Linked DNA regions of Sus scrofa: region 1 is linked to region 2. A link is a contact called in public Hi-C data. All regions are on one chromosome and are shown on one strand. Each heading gives the region's core, a stretch centred on a gene start, on an enhancer-like site or on the middle of the called end of the contact. The rest is flanking DNA. Distances are from core to core; before and after follow the strand shown. Region 1 holds the start of CDKN2C (cyclin-dependent kinase 4 inhibitor C). Region 2 holds the start of RNF11 (RING finger protein 11).

Region 1 (5,967 bases), core at 2,280-4,779, 250 kb before region 2:
GAAGAATACCACAAATGTGATGTGTCCTCATCACATCACATCAGGGACACAAAATATCAACATGACTTACTACTGGCAGTGTTAACCTTGATCCTTTGATTAAGTTAATCAAGATTTTTAACACTACTACTCAATTATAATGTAATTTATGAGAAGATTAATGATGCTACAGCATCAGACCCACACTTAAATAATCAAAAATATACTTAGTGATTTAGTGTTTAATGATTAAATGTTCCTTAGGAGACTAGCCTGATCCTGGACTCTTTTTAACTCATGGTTACAATTTATTACAGGGAAAAGATACAGGCCACAACCAGCCAATGTTAGAAGCACATAGGGACAAATCTGGGAGAGTTCTAAACACAAAACTTCAGTGTCCTGGACTCTTTAATGGAAAAGGCATAACATTTGGGGACCCAAGACCTGAGTTCACATCCTATATCCACTACTTGGCTTTAAGTCACAATATCTATAAGCTTCAATTTCTTCATCTGAAATATCTTATTTACCTCATAGAGTTGTTAAAATTAAATAATGTGTGCATTATATTTTATAACTAGGAAACACTATACAAATGATAATTGTTATTATGTTTAACCTTTTGAGATGCTTACTGGGCATATTTTTTCTTACTTTACAAAAAGACTTTCATAAGTGGTGTGAGTACCCATACGAAAAAGTCTGCTGAGTCTCAGAAATAAAATGCCAAAACCACAATTATGAAATGATAAGAAGGCCCCCTGAGGGTACTAATCTGTTTCCTACCTCTGTTGGATCCATAAATACAATAAAAAGAAGACTTTGGAACTATGTAAAGAAATTGTAAATACCATATACACATACCTATAAGTTAATCATTCAGAAACTATGCATATTTGAGTTAATGAGAGGAAAAGCACAAAATAATTTGATTACAGTATTTCTATGAACCCTTTAAAGAGCATGAACTGCTGCAAAGAAAAAGACTTCCATAACTTAATATTTTATATCGAACTAAAAGGCTCTATTTCTGCGTTTGTGAGAATGAAACATCAATAAAATAGATAATTATGAATGTTTCTTCTACACTATGTCATAATAGAAGCTTATTTAAGGCAGAGATACCTTTGAATCTATGAACTATCACTCAATTAATATAAGATTTACATTGGAGGTCCTTTGTAGTGCTTACTTATGCTTTCTGAACTAAGAATGCAACCTCTATGCTGCCAGTTGTGTTACACAATAAGCAAACAAAGCATATGTTTTAAGACACAAGGAAAGCCAGAGTGAAAGCAAATGAACAGAAACTTCCTTAAGGAATTTAATACTGCAGTAAAAGCACCTAAGTAGTCATCATGGGAAAAATCAGAACTTTGTTGGACTTCTTTACACTTACTTTTTAAGTTTTGTGTTATTTTGATTTATGTATGAGGTAAGACCATGGGACATCAAAATCTTTTCAGTGATTAGGATCTCCGAAAATCTTAATCCAGCTCGTGTATGCATCTTAAATTACTATAAGCTTTATTTATTCAGTTATTCAGCAAAAGTATTTTATTTCATGGCAATTATAACACATGTATACCTATACTTTACATAATGAGTACAATTTAAGATTCTTCCTGGAGTTCCTGTCCTGGTGCAGCAGAAGCAAACCCGACTAGGAACCATGAGGTTGAGGGTTCGATCCCTGGCCTCGCTCAGTGGGTTAAGGATCCAGCGTTGCCAAGAGCTGTGGTGTAGGTTGCAGACGTGGCTCAGATCTGGTGTTCCTATGGCTCCGGCATAGGCCAGCAGCAACAGCTCTGATTGGACCCCCTAGCCTGGGAACCTCCATATGCCGTGGGTGTGGCCCTATAAAGACAAAAGACAAAAAAAAAAAAAAAGACTTACTATAATCTCTTCTTTTAGCAAGAAACCATAATAAATGCTAGAAAGCAACATTCATATTTTTCAGAAACCATAATAAATGCTAGAAAGCAGCTTTCATAAATTACCGGTTATCTCTTATCAGCTAACAGTTCTACTATATCATCACACACCCCAGCTGTACTGAAAGATTACATAGTAATTTCCCAGAACCATTTATGTAAATTGTATTATCTGTGGTATTTACTGGTATATATGGAATCCTAAATCTTCTATTTGAAATATCTAAATACATGTAAAAATAAGAGGAGTTAATTTCTTTTGCTATAGTTCATTTTTCATTCACATTTCAAGCTTAGTTACCTAAAAAAAGAGCTCTGGTTATTTACTTTTTTTTTTCTCACCAATTCGGTTAAAGAGAACACTGCCAGATTCTTCCCAGTTTCAACTCTCCCTCTACAATCTGTTGCTAGATGATTATCCAGATATTGTTGGTGTGTTTTTTGTTGCTAATAGTCCCCGTGTACTTCAAGGAGCTGGGTATAGATGTTGCTTGAGGATATTATGCCTGCTATAGGCCAGTAATAGTTAGACCACCTGTCTTTTTTTTTTTTTTTTGCTTAGTTTCATTTTGACCACTAGGTGCACCATGCAGCAGTGCTGGATATTTTTAAGAGCAAAAAATATAGAAAGCAGTAGTTGATTAATCTTAAATAGCTACAAGAGGAAGTAAAAAGTACAGAGAACTGGTGTCCTGATGACTGACCAGGGAAGATACGATTCCTTTACATTTACATCCCCCAAAACAAGTCTCATCTAAGAAATTAAAGAACTGTGACAGTAAAGAAATAGTCTTGTTAGAAAACCCTTCCCAGGACTTATTTTTTATTTTGCTTTAAAGTTAGTTGCTTTTCTCCCTTTCCCCAAAGAAAGGGAATATTTCAAGTCCCTGTAACATGAAGGCTTCAGAGTTCGTCATGATTTCTTACCTATACAGTGCCTTCAGTTTTCGCAAAAAATAAATAAATAAATAAAATAAGAGGAAGAAGGCTATAAAAGACTTCTCCTTTTTCAGAGCACTGTTTTTGCTGTCATTTGGGTTTCTCCCTCAACCCCTGCAGCTACCTCTGTCCATCGTGGCCCTGGTCGTTGATCTGGCAGGTGCGAGGCCGCAGCTCTGGACTGAGAAAAGGAGGCCGAGTTGACACGGCTCGCGCCCCAGAAGCGGCGGCAGCCGTAGGCCTGGCTGCCCGAACTTCGAGAGCCTAGCGCGGGAGCGCGGAGGCGGGCCGGCCTGCCCCGCCAAGCCCGGGGAAACACTCGCTTCGGGCCAGCTTTCCGCCTTCCAGCAGCCAGACCCACCGAGCTTTGCTCTCCACAGCCTTAATTAACAAGCCTCTTTCACCCCACCTCCGCCCCACCCCCGCTCCCGGCCCCGGGCAGCCCGGGGTTCCGCAGACTCCATTCCGCCCGCCAGTGGGAAGAGGTCAAACCCTGCTCCACCGGGCCGAAAGCCGCTCGAGCTGGGGCCGGGCCTCCGAGCTGGCGGGTGGGAGCCAGCGCAGGAGACGGAGGGAGGAATGCAAGCTGCTAACAGGCTAGAAAAAGGGCGCCGGGCAAGGGGCGGGGCGAGCCCGGCCGAGAGCTCGAGCGCCGCCAGCGCGGAGGGCGGGGCGTGGGCGGCGCCCTGCGTTCCCGCTCCCGCGGCCAGCAACTCTGCAGAGCCTCCTTAAAACTGCCGTTAAAATGGGGGCGGGTTTTTCAACTCAAAAAGCGCTCAATTTTTTTCTTTTCAAAAAAAGCTGATGAAGTCGGAAAAAGGGAGAAGAAACCGGCACCGTCTCTGCAGCAGCAACAGAAGCAGCAATTGTTTGAGCGAAAAAAGAAGCAAGGGAGGGAGGGAAGGAAAAGACCAGAAAGGGGCACGACGCACAAGTGTCTGTAGGGGTGAAGGGAGCCGGGACCGGTGATTTGAGGGGGACCAGCTACAAAAGAAACTGTCACTGGGAGCGCTGCGGCTCTGGAGGAAGCAGTGCTACCCGGCTCCGCTCCGGGCACAGCTGGCTGGCGGCCTCTGCCCTTTCGGCGCCACAGGCTGGGGGCACAGGCCAGGGGACCGCGAGAGGTTGGCGAAGTGGCACCGGGCGCCGAAGCCGTTGGGCTTTCCCCGAGAGGGCAGCGGGACTGGCTGTGCCTTGGAATTGTGGCAGCACCCCATACTCAAAGCTTGGCCTGGGACCTCCGGGGACCCTCGCGATCTCCAGAGGACCTCAGAAAACCGGGAAAGGAAGGAAAAGAGGCGGCGGCGGCTGAATGAACTTCTGCAGTAGGAAGTCTGAACTGGCTTGGTCGTAGGCGGGAAGTTCCCGGTGGGCTGCCGTGTGCGACCGCGATGCTGCAGCGCGCTGCCTCAGCGGACCCGGACCCGTAGACGCTTCCCGCATCGCTCTCCCCCGTCCTCGCTTCTGGAAGCCCCGGGACCCTGTGGGGCCGGCATGACCGGCTTGCCGGGGACCCGCCGCGCGCCCGGCCGTCTCCGGAGACGCGCGCCGAGCCTGGCTCCCACGGCCTCTGAGGCTCGGCGGGGCTGCGGTAGCCGGGCGGGCGGGCTCCGGAGCCCTCCCGCGCGGCGTTAGCCCGCAGCTCGGCCCGGACGCAAATAAAGGCTCTTCCCGAGAAGCCAAGGCCACTGAGGAGCTGTTGCGATCTGTAACTTGAGGGCCACGGAACTGCTACTCTGGTTTGCTTTTGGCGATCATCTTTAACCCCCAGAGCACGTCAGCAGCCAGCCACCGCGGCGCTCTCCCTGCAGCGGAGGACGCACGACTACTCTTTCGGCGAGACGGATGGAGACCGAGTCCCCCCGAGGACCTGCCCTGCGGTTCTGGCTCGCGTGGCTCAGGTCACCACCGTGAACAAGGGTGGGTGAATGCCTTTTCTTCCCCCAAATGTCTCTTCTTCCGCAGTATTTTCTTCCCTGATCTAGTCCCTTAAATCTCCGCACACATTCCTCACAGAGATTAGCAGTGTACGTACGTGACAGCTCAGCCTACATTTTACGTCCAGAGTAATTTACCAGGAATATATGTGTGTCTGCATATCTCTCTGTTAATCACTAGACTTCTTCATAGGGGTTAAGCTAAAAAGCGAGGAGCGGAGCCCCTCTCCAATGGCTCAGTTTTGCTGAATAATCACGTGTGAATCGAGGGGCGGGCTTTTGGCAGGCAGATCTTACTAGTATTTACTACCAAGCTCTACTCCAGATTAACCATCCCAGTCCTTCTGTCAGTCTCCGATGCCATCATGCAGCCTGGTTAGGAGCAAAGGAAAGGGGAAAAAGAAAAACAACTAATTCATCTTTTCCCGATCGTCAGGACCCTAAAGAATGGCCGAGCCTTGGGGGAACGAGTTGGCGTCCGCAGCTGCCAGGGGGGACCTAGAGCAACTTACTAGTTTGTTGCAAAATAATGTAAACGTCAATGCACAAAATGGATTTGGAAGGACTGCGCTGCAGGTTGGTATCCAGAGAGGTGGGGAAAACAGGTCAACAATGTTGCCTACGTGACCCGGGTTTCTAGAATAATAGCTTTTAAGCCTTCAGGGGTACAAAATTTCACTGTTTTTAAAACTAGTTGGTTGCCATATTTTATATCTTTAAGTGGATCCAACTACCCAAAATGACGTACTTTGAACGAACTCGTCAAATCCAATAATATCCTCGATATCAACTGGGTTCCAGGTTTGGTCTTAATTTTTGGAATGTTTTTGTGATGGTGGGGATTGTAAAGCATTCGTAGCAGCGCGGAGTTTTTTATTTTTGGGTTTTTTTTTTTTTTAGACAGCTCTGTAAACACATTATTATGATTATTATTTGAAGTAAATACACTGCTATTAGTGGTTTCCGAACTTTGCTCCAATAATTGACTTTAATGTTAATTTTCTTGACTACTGGCGAGGGTGTTTTTCTTCAAAAGCTTCAAGTTTTGACAAACGACCTTTCCTCGTTTGGAATGGGTGGCCTGGGCACGGGCACAGGATGTACATTTCACAGTTAATGTAATACCGTCCACCCATTCAGGATTGAGGAGGAATAGAAAGTTGAATTTTCTAATC
Region 2 (6,088 bases), core at 2,725-5,224:
AATGGAAATTAAATGAGATACTATTACACACCTATTAGAATTGCTGGTAGGATTGCAAAATGGTACAGTCACTTTGGAAGACAGTTTAGTACTTTCTTGCAAAACTAAACATACTTTTATCCATACAATCTAGTAATTCTGCTCCTTGGTATTATCCAAATTAATTGAAAACTTATGTTCAAGTAAAAACCTGCAGACTGTGGGCATGTAAAATGGTATAGCTACTGTGGAAAAACAGTACGGCAGTTTCTCAAAAAATCAAACATAGATTTACCATATGATCCAGGAATTCCACTTTTGGATATTTAAACAAATCAGAGTCTTGAGGAGATATTTGTACTCCATGTTCATAGCAGCAACATAATAGCCAAAATATGGAAACAAATATAAATGAATGCATAAGCAAAATCTTGTACGTACATACAGTGGAACATTATTCAATCTTACAAAGGAAGGAAATTCTTCAATATGCCATACCATGGATGAATCTTGAAGATACTATGCTAAGTGAAATAAGCCAGTCGTAAAAGGACAAACACTATATGATTATACTTATATGAGATACTTAGTTTGAGTGGTCAAAAATCACAGAGACAGAAAGTATGGTGGTGGTTGCTGGGGCTAAGGGGAGGGAAGAATGGCGAGTTAAATTTAATGGATGATTTCAGTTTTACAAGATGAAAAGCATTCTGCAGATGAATGGTGCTAATGTTTGCATGATATTATGAATTTATTTTAATACTGACCTGTATACTTAAAAATGGTTAAGGTGGTAAATTTTAAGGTGGTATATTTTACTACAATTTAAAACACTGGAAAAAAGAAAACCCTGTAGACAAATGTTTATAGCAGCTTTATTCATAATTACCAAAACTTGGAAACAACTAAGATGCATTTCAGTAGGTGAATGAATAAATAAACTATGGGACTTTCAGAGAGTAGAATATTATTCAGTGCTAAAAAGAAATGAGTTATCAAGCCATGGATAGACACAAAGTAACCTTAATTACATATCACTAAGTGAAAGAAGCCAATGTAAAAGACTACATGCTGTATAATTCTAAATATATGACAATTTGGAAAAGGTAAAACTGTGGAGACTACTAAGTAATCAGTGGTTGCCAGGAGTTAGGGGCAAGAGAGAAGTGAATAGACTGAGCCCAGAAGGCTTACAGCAGTGAAACTATTCTATATGATGCTATAATAGTAGATAGACATCGTTATAAATTTGTCCAAAGCCATAAAATGTACAACATCAAAAGTGAACCCTAACATAAGCAAGGATTTTGTGTGATAGTTCATCAATTGTAACAAAAGTACCAGGTGCAGGATTTTGATAATGGGGGAGGCTATGCATGTATGAGGAGGAGTATATGGTAAATCTCTGTACCTTCTGCTCAATTTTGATGTGAACCTAAAAATGGTCTAAAAAATAGTCTATTTAAAAAAATCTGGTGCAACAGAAGATACTAGATTCTCATATCTGCTTCTGCGTTAGATCTGTCAGAGAAAACCAGAACAAGATAAGTTAAAGCAATGAAGGCAAATTTTATTCAGGAACTATTGCAGTAGGGGAAAAGAGAACTCAGCATGGAACTGGACTCCATTCTGAATACAAAAAGGACAAGTGGAGATTTATGGGCAAGGAACAGGGTGGGACATAATAGGGAAAATTACAAAGAGGAAACATCAGGGATAAAAGGGAATTTTGGCTAAACCCATTGATAGGATTTTTGCTGAAGGCAGGCCAAGGTGGCCAGATACTGAAGGAGGGGAATTCTGGCTAAACTGATTCAGCTAGATTCTTTCTAAAACTAGAATAAGTGGGCCAAGGACAGAACCCAAGGTTAGGGCCTTGAGGGCTTAGGGAGCTTGTCTAGAGTTGGGTCTTGGAAAATCTTTGTCACTTCAATATTCTTGTTACTTTTTCCATTTAAAATTAGTTCTTGGCGTTCCTCCTGTGGCACAGTGGATTAAGAATCTGACTGTAGCAGCTTAAGTCGCTGTGGAGGTACAGATTCGATCCCCAGCAAGTGGGTTACGGATCTGGTGCAGATGCAGCTCAGATTCAGTCCCTGGCCCAGGAACTTCCATATGCTCCAGTAAGGAATTAAAAAAAGAATAAAGAAAAAGAAAAGAAAAAAAAACCCTCTGGCTTACGAAGAAAGATTATTGTATAGCTACTTCCTTACAAACATATATGTGGATGCCAAAGGCATTTTTTCAAGATAAGTCTTCCCCCATTCCCCTGTTTTTATACTCTGAGAAAGGAATATCAGGATGAAAAAAGATGTAGTTCCTTTCCACAACTGGCGTATAATAAAGGTAACTGGTATATAATTCAAATCCTGGCTCTACCCCTCAATAGCCATGTGAAGCCATGTTTCTATTCCTGTAAAACAGGAATGTCAATACAAACCTTTCAGTGCCCAGGCTAATAAATGGAAATTATGACTTTATATCTATCTATCTTTCTTTCTATCATCTCTCCTCCCAAAACCTTTGATGAGGGTGGCAAAAGAACTTGTCTGTTTACTTTTCTTTCCAGCTGGACTCTGGGCTCCATCAAGAACAAGCTATGTTTCCCTAGTGCCTAGTATAGGGTCTAGTGTGAAAAAGAAAAAGAAAAAAAATCAGTAAATGATGAATGAAAGGAAAGAGAGTCAAGACTCACTTTTTGTCTTCTTGTCGAATGAATAACCATTAGGAACATTCTCATCCTTCTTATTTCTTTCCTTTACATACATTGCTTCTTGGGCTCTTGGTTCATTCAACTAAGAAGAGAGACTACTCTCCCTTAAGCAATGTGCCAGGCCCTGCACAGAGGAGAGACAGATGATTCAGCTTGATCAGACTGTAATAGAGAAAAGCTCAGGGAGAGGCAACTAGGCAACCAGACTCCACGATTAGGAGAGGCTTCCCAGTGGAACCAAAGTTGAGTCCAGGAAGGACAAGTGGGGATAATGTTTAGCTTGATGGGAGGTATAAGGTCAGAAGTGGGCGGAAGTGAGTTTCTGTCAGAGAAACAGTGTGGGTAAAGCCTTAGCGTTTTAACTTTTAAAAGGTAAAAGTTATCCCTTCTAGATAACTGGACTACTTTATTTAGGCATCCTAGAGTGTAGAATATGTCAGGGAACAATGTCTAATGAGATCGAGGAGGTAGCCAGATTTGTAAACCATTTAAGAATTAATGCTTAGCCATAACAGCATTGGGAAGCCATTGAAGATTTTAAAAAGTTTAAATTCCCCCTAGGGACATCAGCTTTACATTTTAAAAAGAAAACTGGACTGAACAAATAGTGGATTGAATAGGGGCAATGGTGAATGCAGGGGGAAGGGTTCCAAGTACAACAATAGAAATATGATGGTAACTTGTACTATGGTGGTGGGAATGGAAAGAAATAGAGCATTCAAGAACTATGTCTAGATACTCATGTTGCAACAGAACAAAGGGTGGGGGAAAAAACCTAATTGTAATGTATACATGTAAGGATAACCTGACCCCCTTGCTGTACAGTGGGAAAAAAAAAAAAAAGAAATAGAGCATTCAGTTAGTATAGTTGGAAGAAGAATCTTTCTGGCTGTGATATAGGAGGATCAGGAAGCGATTGGGGAGCTAGGAAAGTTTCCTTAATGAGTCTGGACTTTATTTGAAGGGATAAATGGTAAACCTTTTAATATGTTAATAATGGGAGTGATCCATTCAAATACGGGTTCATAAATAGATAACTAGGCAGAAGGTCGTGAGAAGACTGACAAAACAGCGTACAGGTGTGAAGTGAGGCAAGCGGGGAGGGAGCAGTGGATGTGGGGAGGCAAGGAGACCCAAGAGAGCTTTCAGAGGTTTCGGTCCCCAGCTAATTGTCGGAGAAGCAGAGACTGACGCAGCCCGGGGAACAGCTGTTGGGAACCGGGTAGGCGGGGCCGGCGCCGCCTACACCTCCCAACGCCGGGGGCGGGACCAGGGCACGCACGGCGGCGTGACGCAGGGCCGCAGCTGGCCTCGTTCTGGCCGCCGCCGCCGCTTTGAGGCGGTGTAGGATGAGGCCCGCGGCTGCGGCTCCGGCGTCGGCGGGGGCAGCAGCAGCTGAGGCAGCAGCTGAGGGAGCCGCGACGGCCGCGCCCCCCCCTCCTGACCTGGATTAGGCCCAACAGCTTCGTGGCCGCCGCCGCCCCGCGGGGGGGCGGGGTGGGGAAGTTCTTCGTCTCCCCGCCCCCCCCCCCCCCCGCCGCCGCCGCCGCCGCCGCCGCCTCGTAGGAGGCAGCCGCCGCCTCGTAGGAGGCAACCGCCGCGACCCCAGCCGAGCCCGCGGCCCAGCCTTAAGCCCCCAACCCCGGGGGCTGGCATGAGCGGCCCTTCGGCGGCGCCGGGGGGCGGGGGAGCCGCTGCCGCCTGAGCCCCGGCCTGCCACTCGACCCCACGTCGCTGACCGGGGCTGACCGCAGAGCGTGCGAAGGACCCCGCCGCTGCTTTCTTCCTCCCCTAGATCACACACCCCAACCCCAGAAGATGGGGAACTGCCTCAAATCCCCCACTTCAGATGACATCTCCCTGCTTCACGAGTCTCAGTCCGACCGGGCTAGCTTTGGCGAGGGGACGGAGCCGGATCAGGAGCCGCCGCCGCCATATCAGGTACGGAGGGTGTGTGTGGGGAAGGGGGGTGCGAGGAGCAGAGGCAGCTCTGGCCGAGGTCGTGGGGGCTTCGGGCTGTCACTGCCCTTGGTTTCGGTAAGACCTGGCCTCAGGGGCACTGACACGCTTAGGACTGAATTTGAGGGCGACTGCTCTTCACTTCCAGAAATAGGGGGACTCTTTCACCTCGATGTGGGGATGGTACTTCTGTCCTTGAGTTCTGAAATTCGGATATATGATTATGTCCCCTTGGCCGGTGGCTAGTGGTTAGCTTGTGGAGTTTGGAAGTGACATTTTCCTGCCTTTATGTCTGAGTCGTGGAGTCTGAACTGTGAGGTTTGGAGACGATTGCCACATCGCATCGCCAGGTGCGATGAATTATGGGTTGTGGATAGGTGGTTAACCCCCACCTCATTTATACTTCCAAGTGTGACCATCCTTTCCTCCCTACCTTGTTTGGATTAATTGGATCTGGTAGGATTAATTGGATCTGGTAAGCATTCATTTCTCCCTCAGCTCGGGAGATTTTCAGGTAGTTTTTTTGGTTCGAGCAGCACCAAGGATTACTTGTTTATATATATAGTAAATTAAAAATTTTAATCCTTAATCCTTTTGCTCCACCCCTATGACACACCTTTTAAACGCGCTGACTTAATAGAACGTGATTATCTTGAACTCTGGAAACCTTTAAACCTTACTTGAGAAATACCTTCTCTTACTTGTGGTTCTCCCTTTGTATCAAAGGCTTCTCTCCCAAACAGCTTCATTGCCTTTTGCACAGCAGTCAGCAGCTTCAGCTGTCTTTACACAATTAGTAAAGAGCTAAAGACCTCTTTAGAAAATTCAAAATAGATACGTAGATACTATAATACATAATATTTATGTATATATATAAACCTTTTGTCTAGTTTTTCAGTTTTAAATGATGTTGATTAAAAACTTTTTTCCCAGAAGGACTTGGATAGTTAAGTGCCTTAATTTTTTTCCTGAACAGGGTTTAGTTTTCTCCTTTGTTGTTTCATGTGGTGACATCATTATCTAGTGTTGTTCTTTTCTCATACCTATGTAAATCAGTGCCTCATCACACCAGAAAAACCTGATCACATATGCTAGTTTCCTGAATAAAACCCTTCGGAAACCTTTCATATATACCAGTAAAGTCCAGTCTTACTGTGGCATACAGAAACCTCCATGGTTTATTTTTCACATTCATATTCCTGGCCTATCAAATACAGCAGTCTGTTCACACCTCTCTGCCTTAGCTCCTTCCTCTGCTTGGAGCCCTTTCCCCAAGGTCGGCCAGGTGAACCTCTGATCCTCTTTGAGAACTCATCTGTATCTGAAGTCCCTACATTCCCCTCCCTTACACCTTGAATCCATCACTCCCTTCTTTGTGCCCCCGCCCCACAACCCTCTACACTTCCATAAGCAGCATATAGAATACTTAAGTGTTAT

The links. A called contact is a pair of places that touch in the nucleus more often than the background predicts.
Region 1: a Hi-C map of skeletal muscle shows a contact between it and region 2, with 2.3 times the contacts expected there. The contact joins the promoter of CDKN2C here to the promoter of RNF11 in region 2. A contact is called at or near these places in 1 of 5 promoter capture datasets (fetal liver), 4 of 47 Hi-C or Micro-C datasets (embryonic fibroblasts, epiblast stem cells, heart right ventricle and 1 more) and 2 of 2 datasets of contacts at active chromatin or transcription factors (alveolar macrophages and skeletal muscle).

Annotation. Positions count from the first base shown.
Region 1 is chr6:161,164,243-161,170,209 of Sscrofa11.1, reverse strand. CDKN2C (cyclin-dependent kinase 4 inhibitor C) reads left to right here and starts at 3,529. Exons shown (of 3, transcript XM_003127980.4): 1 at 3,529-4,775; 2 at 5,229-5,368. The coding sequence starts at 5,240.
Region 2 is chr6:160,909,599-160,915,686 of Sscrofa11.1, reverse strand. RNF11 (RING finger protein 11) reads left to right here and starts at 3,974. Exons shown (of 3, transcript XM_003482086.4): 1 at 3,974-4,633. The coding sequence starts at 4,511.